Regions from separate parts of the Mus musculus genome. Here region 1 is linked to region 2. The links are chromatin contacts, called in public promoter capture Hi-C maps. All regions are on one chromosome and are shown on one strand. Each heading gives the region's core, a stretch centred on a gene start, on an enhancer-like site or on the middle of the called end of the contact. The rest is flanking DNA. Distances are from core to core; before and after follow the strand shown.

Region 1 (3,907 bases), core at 1,330-3,829, 2.0 Mb after region 2:
CAAGGGCTGAACCAGACCAGACAAGGACTTTCTCTGAAACATAAGGACAGACTCTCCACAGTGAGCAAGTGCTCAACTACTGACAGGCACCATGCTCTGCACTGCTTACCAAAGATAAGGTGGCTGTGTGAGAGAGAAGTGTGGGCACCGCTCCAGACTTGGAAGACAGCAACAATAGCCGGAGATGGGAGTGTGGCCCAGCTATGAGGGAGTTAGAGCAATATAGCAGTAGTTAACCAGGAAGGAAGCAGCAGACAGCAGGACCTGGGAGGTGGAGTGTCTAGGAGGGGCTGGGAAGCAGCTGTCACACTTGTGGAGATGTCGGCTCTGGTAAAGGATGGAGGCCAAACTCAGTCCCCCAAGCCACAGGAAGACAAGACAGGCAGGCTATACGTGACCATGCAGCAAAGCACCAGAGGCCATCCAGTCCACCTCTGCCCCACCCTCTGTCTCAGACAGGACTGGAACACTGTTGATACTGAACAGTTACTTGTCTACTTCACAGCCAGGGCTGAAGTAGGACTCTGGACTCACTGACTCTTCTAGTCCCTTCTTGAAGGACATGTACTCTGGATAGCCTGCTCAATGACCAAGACTCCCTCCTCTCTCCTCTGGGCTGCTTCAGGACCACTGTAGTCTATATTTATTTAATGTCTGCATTTATTCCTTCTGAGTTATCAAGAGGTCTTCACTGGTCAGCCTGCCCTTCAATGTCTCTGTAAAAACCTGGAAAATCTACAGTCTCAGGACAGTGACCTAGGAACAGGCTGGTTCCAGGCAGCAAGCGGGGGTTCTGCCCCATTAGGCTGACCCTCAGAAGCCCATGCCCTCCACAAAGGCCATTCAGATTTGCAAGGAAACTCCATCCTAGCAAATGTGCCTTAGGTATGGAGAACAGGAATGTGAGGCTGACTCCTGGGTGTGGGAGGTATTGTCAATTGCTTCTCTGGTCCCTGCTTTGTACACCATCCCCCAAACAATGTGGAGCTTCAGACCCCAGAAAATCTCCAGGAAGCTGTCCTCCAACACTGCTCACCTGCCCTTGCCTGCCCATGACAGCTGGAGGAGAGCCCGACCTTCATCAAGGAAACAGCAGGATGAACGGCCTAGCCCACTGGCACCACCCCTGAGCCTCTGAATATACCCCCTCTCCTACCCTCAATGGTCAACTTATTCTTCCTGCACTGGCCATTTTCTCTACTTCAGAGGACATAACACAGATGGCAGAGTTAAAGAGACCACTGACACACTTGCAAGGCAGGAAAAGACTTTGTAGCCTCTGGCTACTCATTTCTGTCTCCAAAATTCAGCAGACAAGTGTCCCCATCCTCACAAAGACTCTCTCCCCTCCACACCTCATCCTTAAAGCTGTCCCTGTCCTAGCTAGGGCAGCGTTAGAGGAGGTTGTACAAGAGTGGCTGTCCTAGAACTACCACTATGTCAGCCCAGTTCCCATCAAGAAAAAGCTAATGCTCACTCAATGTGTTCTTTCAAAACAAGACAACAACTGTATCAAGCAGAACCAGCCCATCTTGACTCACTCCAGTCCAGTGCATGGCAGGTTCAAGAACCCTGGTCTCAAACAGAGGTTAGAGGCCCACGTCTCTACCCAGCACTCAGGAACCAGACAGGTGAATCTCCGTGAGCTCGAGGCCAGCCAGCCTGGTTTACAGAGAGAGTTTGAGGACAGTCAAGGCTACATAGTTGAGACCCTATCTCAAAAAACAAGCCCCCACCCCCTGCCACTGTCATCCCGAACTCTGCTGTTCCTTCAGCTTGGGGTCGCCTTTGCTGACCTCCAGCTCACCAACAACCTCCTGTACTTGTCACTCCTGCCCAAGAGATGCACAAAACAGGGACAGAACGAAACAGACTCTCATATCAGGAGTCGGTCGTTCAGGGAGCCCCAGTCTGAGGTCCCAAAAGCCTGTGCTCCCTTCCCCATAGCAGGGGACAGTCCGGGAGATCAGGAAGAGGGAGTGGTCTAAAGAGAAGCCGGCGCCGGGAAGCCCACGGCCAAGAACTGTAAGAGCTGGTGGGGGAGCTGTCAAGAGAACCCCGGGTGGAACCTCTGGGAAGGGGGCGCGTGCGCCAAGGGGCGCGGATCTGCGGGGACCAGCGCGGCAAGTGCGGCCTGAGGACCGCGGCGGAAACTCGGGTGAGAGGCGCGCGGAGAACAGGGTGCCCGGGAGGGGGCTCGCGCGCCGCCGCACGGCCTGGAGGGTGGAGACCGGAGCCGGCGCCCGCGGGAGGCAGGGCGGAGCGAAGCCCAGCGCGGGGCCAGGGTGGCCGGCGCCCCTGGGCAGCGAGAGCCCCGCAGAACTTGAAGGGGCGGAGCGCGCGTCCGAGGAGAGCGTCCCGTGCGGTGACAGCGCGCGTCTCATCCCCCACCCGACCCGCTCACCTGGGCTCTCCGCTCGCAGCCGCCCGCAGGCAGCCCGGGCCCTCCACCTCCCAGTCCGGCCGCCCGCCGCCGCGCTCCTCCAGCGCCTCCTTTTGTTTGTCCCTCACTGCACCACTCTGCCTCCCCCGCCCCGGAAGTGACGTCACGGCCGGACGCACCCGCGGCATCCCGGCCGTCGCCATGTCTGTTAAGGGGAAAGCTTGAGGCGGCTTCACCCTACTCCCGTCCACGTGCCTGCGCCAAGCCACTTCGGGGCGGAAGTAACGGGACAGAACTAAGCCCCCTTAAAGGGACAGGGATCCCTGCAACTTAAGGGATGCGTTACTCTGGCCAGAGCGGCCAAGTGACCCAAGCTGACGCAAGTATCCGCTCACCTCCTTTGTTCGGGTTCCGATCGCCATTGGGCCAGCGTCCTCATACCTTTAGTGCTGCTCGTTAGCTGACTCGCTGCCCAAACTCTTCAGGTGCCCGCAAATGTAACTGCCCTGCTGATGCTGACGCGCGCCTCGACACGTCCGGCTTGCGACGGTTGTCCCTGAAAAGCCGCATAATTCCGAGTTAACTGAATGGCTTCTCCGCCGCCGCTGCAATAAACACAGTTGAACTAAATTTAAAGGTTTCTTGGGCGATTAGTCGCGCCCCGGCGAGTTCACTGTCTCACACTAGGAGATCTTTGAAGTCGTTGGACTGGACTGGGTTAGGAACTTTTTGTAGAAGAGGGGAGAGAGGTAGTGCCGTGCTTGAGAAGGTATTGGAGTTTAGGAATCTGGTAGGTGTGTCCTGAGTCCAGTGGTCACTTTGAAACTAAGTATCTGCTTTATCCAGTATTTTGCTCCGACTTTTGTAAGCAAGGGCTTCTGGTGGGGATCTCTTTGTCCGGTTCCCCGGCTTCTGGCTGGAGATAGAGGATTGGCAGAGGGTGTGAGGGGAATTCTCTATCGGGAAACCTCCAGCCTAACGTTAGCAGCGAATTTTGAGCTGAGCTGAGGATAAAACCACATCTTCAGAACCAAGCCTCCAGACGCTAGCTGTGTGTGTGTGTTAATCTTCCCGGGTCCTCATAATTCCCAGGCTAACTGTAGTAATCCTTAGGTTGGGAAATTGTTCAGCTATTAAAACAAAGTGTTTCATGTACTCCAGTATGGGACGAGTTCCAGTAGCTTACGTGAAAGAAGAAAGGCAGGGAGCACAGCAATGAGTTTTTGTGGAGTTGGGTATCAGTGGTGTGTGCACCAGCTGACTAATATACACAGGCTGTACAGATGACCCTTCCCTCACTGAATGATCTCCGCCCCCTTTTACAGTGACAGGACCTCTGGAAGAGCAGTCAGTGCTCTTAGCTGCTGAGCCATCTCTCCAGCCCAGCCCCTTAACCTTAAATTTATATAAAGAGAAAGGGGGATATAAGTATATTTATCCACATACTAAGGTATATTTAGTTTCAAACTTTAAAAATAATAATAATTTCAACTTCAAAGATAATGCTTTTTTTTTCTGTTGCCA
Region 2 (3,783 bases), core at 674-3,173:
TAAGCCTGGTTAAATGTTGTCCTTATAAGAGTTGCCATGAGCCAGATGTGGTGGTGCACGCCTTTAATCCCAGCACTCAGGAGGCAGAGGCAGGCGGATTTCTGAGTTCGAAGCCAGCCTGGTCTACAAAGTGAGTTCCAGGACAGCCAGGGCTATACAGAGAAACCCTGTCTCGAAATAAAATAAAATAAAATAAAATAAAATAGAAGAGTTTTCATGGTGTTTTTTTACAGCAGTAAAACCCAAAGACAATGTCTCTATGAAGGTGTTTCTGGTAAAGTTTAACCAAGACAAAAAGAAGGCCAGCCCTGGATGGCCCACCATCTAACGGGCTGAGATCCTGGACTGAATCCCGAGGGAAAGCTGAGTTCTAACATCCATGCCTAGAGAGGCTCGAGGGACAGCTAGGTGGCATCTGGGTGGCATGGCTGTTCCTTGCAGTCCTGAGTCTCATGTTCATCGCCTGACTCTCACAAGCCTGTCTGAAGCTGTTCCTTCAAAACGAGCAATCCTTTTCTCTCAGTCTTTCCTTCCAGGCTCCCACTCTGGCCCAGGCCATCTAGAGACTTATGATAGAAAAGTCTGGTACAAATTAAAACAGGCCTGGATGAGGCTGGGTCTTTCAGGAGCTCTGGCCACTCCATGGTTGTCTTAAGGCCTCAACCAAGTGCTTCAAGTCTGTGCTGACATAAAAGCAGTTGGGCTGGTGGACTGGCAGCACCTCTGCTCGAGGCAGGCAGCAAGACTGGAGAGTCCAGCAGCGTCCAGGTAAGTGCTCCACCCCATTTCTCAACCCCCTAAGTATTCATAGCAAATGAACGTCAGGAGCAATCAATGCTCACAGGAAGAATTGAAGACCAGGCATGATGGCGCACGCCTTTATTCTTAGTACTCAGGAGGCAGAAGCAGGAGGTCTCTCACTGTGAGTTCAGAGCCATTCGTATCTCCTTTGCAAGTTCTAGGCCAGCTTGGGCTACGCAATGAGACATTTGTCATAAAGAAAGCAAAACAACAACAACAACAACAACAGAATTTAAAAGCCAGGTTGTTGGAGTTGGAGTGAGAGTTGGAGTGACTGCTCTTCCAGAAGCCTAGTTTCAATTCCCAGTACCTACTGGTAGCTTTTAACTGTTAGAAAGTTCACTACCAGAGGGAACCGACTCCCTCTTCTGGTCGCTGTGGGAACTCCAAGCATGTGGTACAAAAACACGGGCACGTAAAACAGCCATACATATAAAGTAAAGTGGAAAAAAAAAAAAGTGTACTGCTCTTGCATAGGACCAGAGTTCAGTTCCCAGCATTTAAAATGGGCAGCTCACAACTGCCTGTAACTACAGCCTTATGGGGATCTGACACTCCCCAGGCACTTCAGTCATGTGCACAGACCCATAACACACACACAAGCACATATAAATAAAATTATTATAAATATTTCCTTTTTTTAAAAAGCCAGGCATGGTGGTACATGCTTGTTACTCCCACCCTCAGAAGGCTGAGGCAGGAGAATGTTTGGGGCCAGCCTGGGCTTCAGAGTACCAGACAGCAAGGGCTATGCGGTAAGAATCTGTCTAAAAATCAAGAGATTTTAACAGATTCATAGATACTTAAATAATGCGCCAGGGAGAGGGAGGTCTTCCTAAGTGTCTCAGGATGACACGTTCTCACGTGGCAGGAGGCACTGATGGGGTTAAGCATAAGGCAGGGACGGTCCTAACCCTGTGGGTGACAGGATCTCGGCTGTGCTAGGGAAATAGGGGTCAGTGGGCTGGAGACCTTGGTCTAGTCCAGCACTTGAGTGTGCGTCTCGTCGGGAGGTGGAGCCCCATCCAGGCCCCGCCTCCAGGTAAAGGGGTCATTCTGGAGTCACTGAGGCTCTTCAGGGACACGGCCTTGAGTGCCGCGCCTCATGCGCGCATGCGCTCATGTCCCCGGAAGCGATGCGCACAGCATCCGTCACTACGTCCAGGCGGGAGCGGGCAGAGTCGGTGAATGTATGTCCGTCGCTCCGGATATGGCTTCGGCGGGAGGCGGCGGCTCGGAGAGCGCCGCGCCCGAGGCCGATCGTCCCCAGCCGCGGCCGTTCCTCATCGGCGTGAGCGGCGGCACCGCTAGTGGCAAGGTGAGCGCCCTGCGCCTGGGCCTCGCGGAGGGATTGCCAGGCCGCTGGTTGGGGCGCCATTGCCTCTGGCCCAACCGCGGCACCTGTTGCTAGCAGCTAAGGGGGTCGTCCCCAGGGGCTGGCGGGTCACTCAGTGCACAAGCTCACTTTTGGCACCTTCTGTCCCCAGTCAACAGTGTGTGAGAAGATCATGGAGCTGCTGGGACAGAACGAAGTGGACCGCCGGCAGCGCAAGTTGGTCATCCTGAGCCAGGACTGCTTCTACAAGGTTCTGACGGCCGAGCAGAAGGCCAAGGCTTTGAAGGGACAGTACAATTTTGACCACCCAGGTACCTGGAGAATGTCTGCCTGGAGAGCTGGGGGTAGAGGATAAACTGCTGTGAGATATGGGCTCTACAGAGATTGCAGACTGCCAGACAGATACAGAGATGTGTATGGATGCAGACTGCTGGACCAGGGCTGTAGGAGATGTTTGTTGGATGCAGACTGCCACCGAGGCTGTCCAGGGATGTGTACATAGGATGCAAAGTGCCAGACTGAGGCTGTCCAGAGAGAACTGCTGGACACCAACTGCCAAGGGGGGCGGGGATTGAATGCAGCAGCAATGGGGCTCCGTGAAACATTACCCTCATTTCCCTTGGTAGTGGGCCCACAGAAAGGTAGGGTTTGCTGAATTCCATGAGCCTGGAGTGACTCAAGATTTTTGCTAGAGCCACTTAGGAAGGAGGAGCCAGGAGATGTTGAGGATCGCTTCTTGATGTGTTGAAATCTCTGCCTGGCACCTTGTTGCTGAGGAGCCCTTTGTACACCCTACCTACCGCCTGCCTGACCTTTGGATTCCCCAAGCTGTCTCGGGGCAGTCAGTCTTCAGGGAGGCCAGTTGTAGAAACAGAGGTTAATCTGGGGCTCAGGCCTTGGAGCTTCCTGGCCTGGTAGGGGCCTGTGTTCCTGAAGGTTTAAGCTTTCCTAGGGACTCCTGAAGGTCAGAGAATAGGACTCTTAACTTTGTTTTGCCAGATACAGAGGAGCAGAGGCTCAAATGATCTCTTTCCCCCAGTGTCAGCCAATCAGAAAGTCTTTGTTCCAGTTTCTGGTGGGACAACCTTACCCTTCATCCTGGGGTGTGCTGTGGGGTCCTCAGCACCCCTGGCTCCCAGCTGCGCTGCCCTTGGGCAGAGGTGGTCCTCCTCCTCTGCTGCACCAGAGCAAATGGGCAGTTTGGGCTTCTCCTGTTTTTGTAGATGCTTTTGATAATGATCTGATGCACAAGACCCTGAAAAACATTGTTGAAGGCAAAACTGTCGAGGTCCCTACCTATGATTTTGTGACCCACTCAAGGTAAGCAGGTGGTTCCTGGGAGGGCTGTCACACCCAGTCCCGTGGTGGGTCCCATCGCAGTCTGTTTCCATGGACTGTCCTCTACTCAGGCCCCTTGTTACTAATGTGAGCGGGCCATCAAGCAGGGCCTAGCCTGGTCTCTCCCTGGCAGGTTACCAGAGACCACTGTGGTCTACCCAGCTGATGTGGTTCTGTTCGAGGGCATCTTGGTATTCTACACCCAGGAGATCCGGGACATGTTCCACCTGCGCCTCTTTGTGGACACAGACTCTGATGTTAGGCTGTCTCGAAGAGGTAAGGGCCTCTGGGTCCCTGGCTGGGGTTGG

The links. Promoter capture Hi-C pulls out the DNA fragments that hold promoters and counts their contacts.
Region 1: a contact with region 2 is called in a promoter capture Hi-C map of liver, with 4 times the contacts expected there. The contact joins the promoter of 1700084E18Rik here to the promoter of Uck1 in region 2. A contact is called at or near these places in 2 of 39 promoter capture datasets (liver and pre-B cells) and 1 of 9 other capture datasets (adipose tissue).

What each region holds. Positions count from the first base shown.
Region 1 is chr2:30,236,303-30,240,209 of GRCm38.p6, reverse strand. It overlaps 1700084E18Rik (RIKEN cDNA 1700084E18 gene), which reads left to right and starts at 2,579. Exons shown (of 1, transcript NR_028299.1): 1 at 2,579-3,013. Lrrc8a (leucine rich repeat containing 8A VRAC subunit A) reads right to left here and starts at 2,441. Exons shown (of 4, transcript NM_177725.4): 1 at 2,405-2,441.
Region 2 is chr2:32,258,245-32,262,027 of GRCm38.p6, reverse strand. It overlaps Uck1 (uridine-cytidine kinase 1), which reads left to right and starts at 1,923. Exons shown (of 7, transcript NM_011675.2): 1 at 1,923-2,119; 2 at 2,289-2,448; 3 at 3,361-3,457; 4 at 3,609-3,751. The coding sequence starts at 1,994.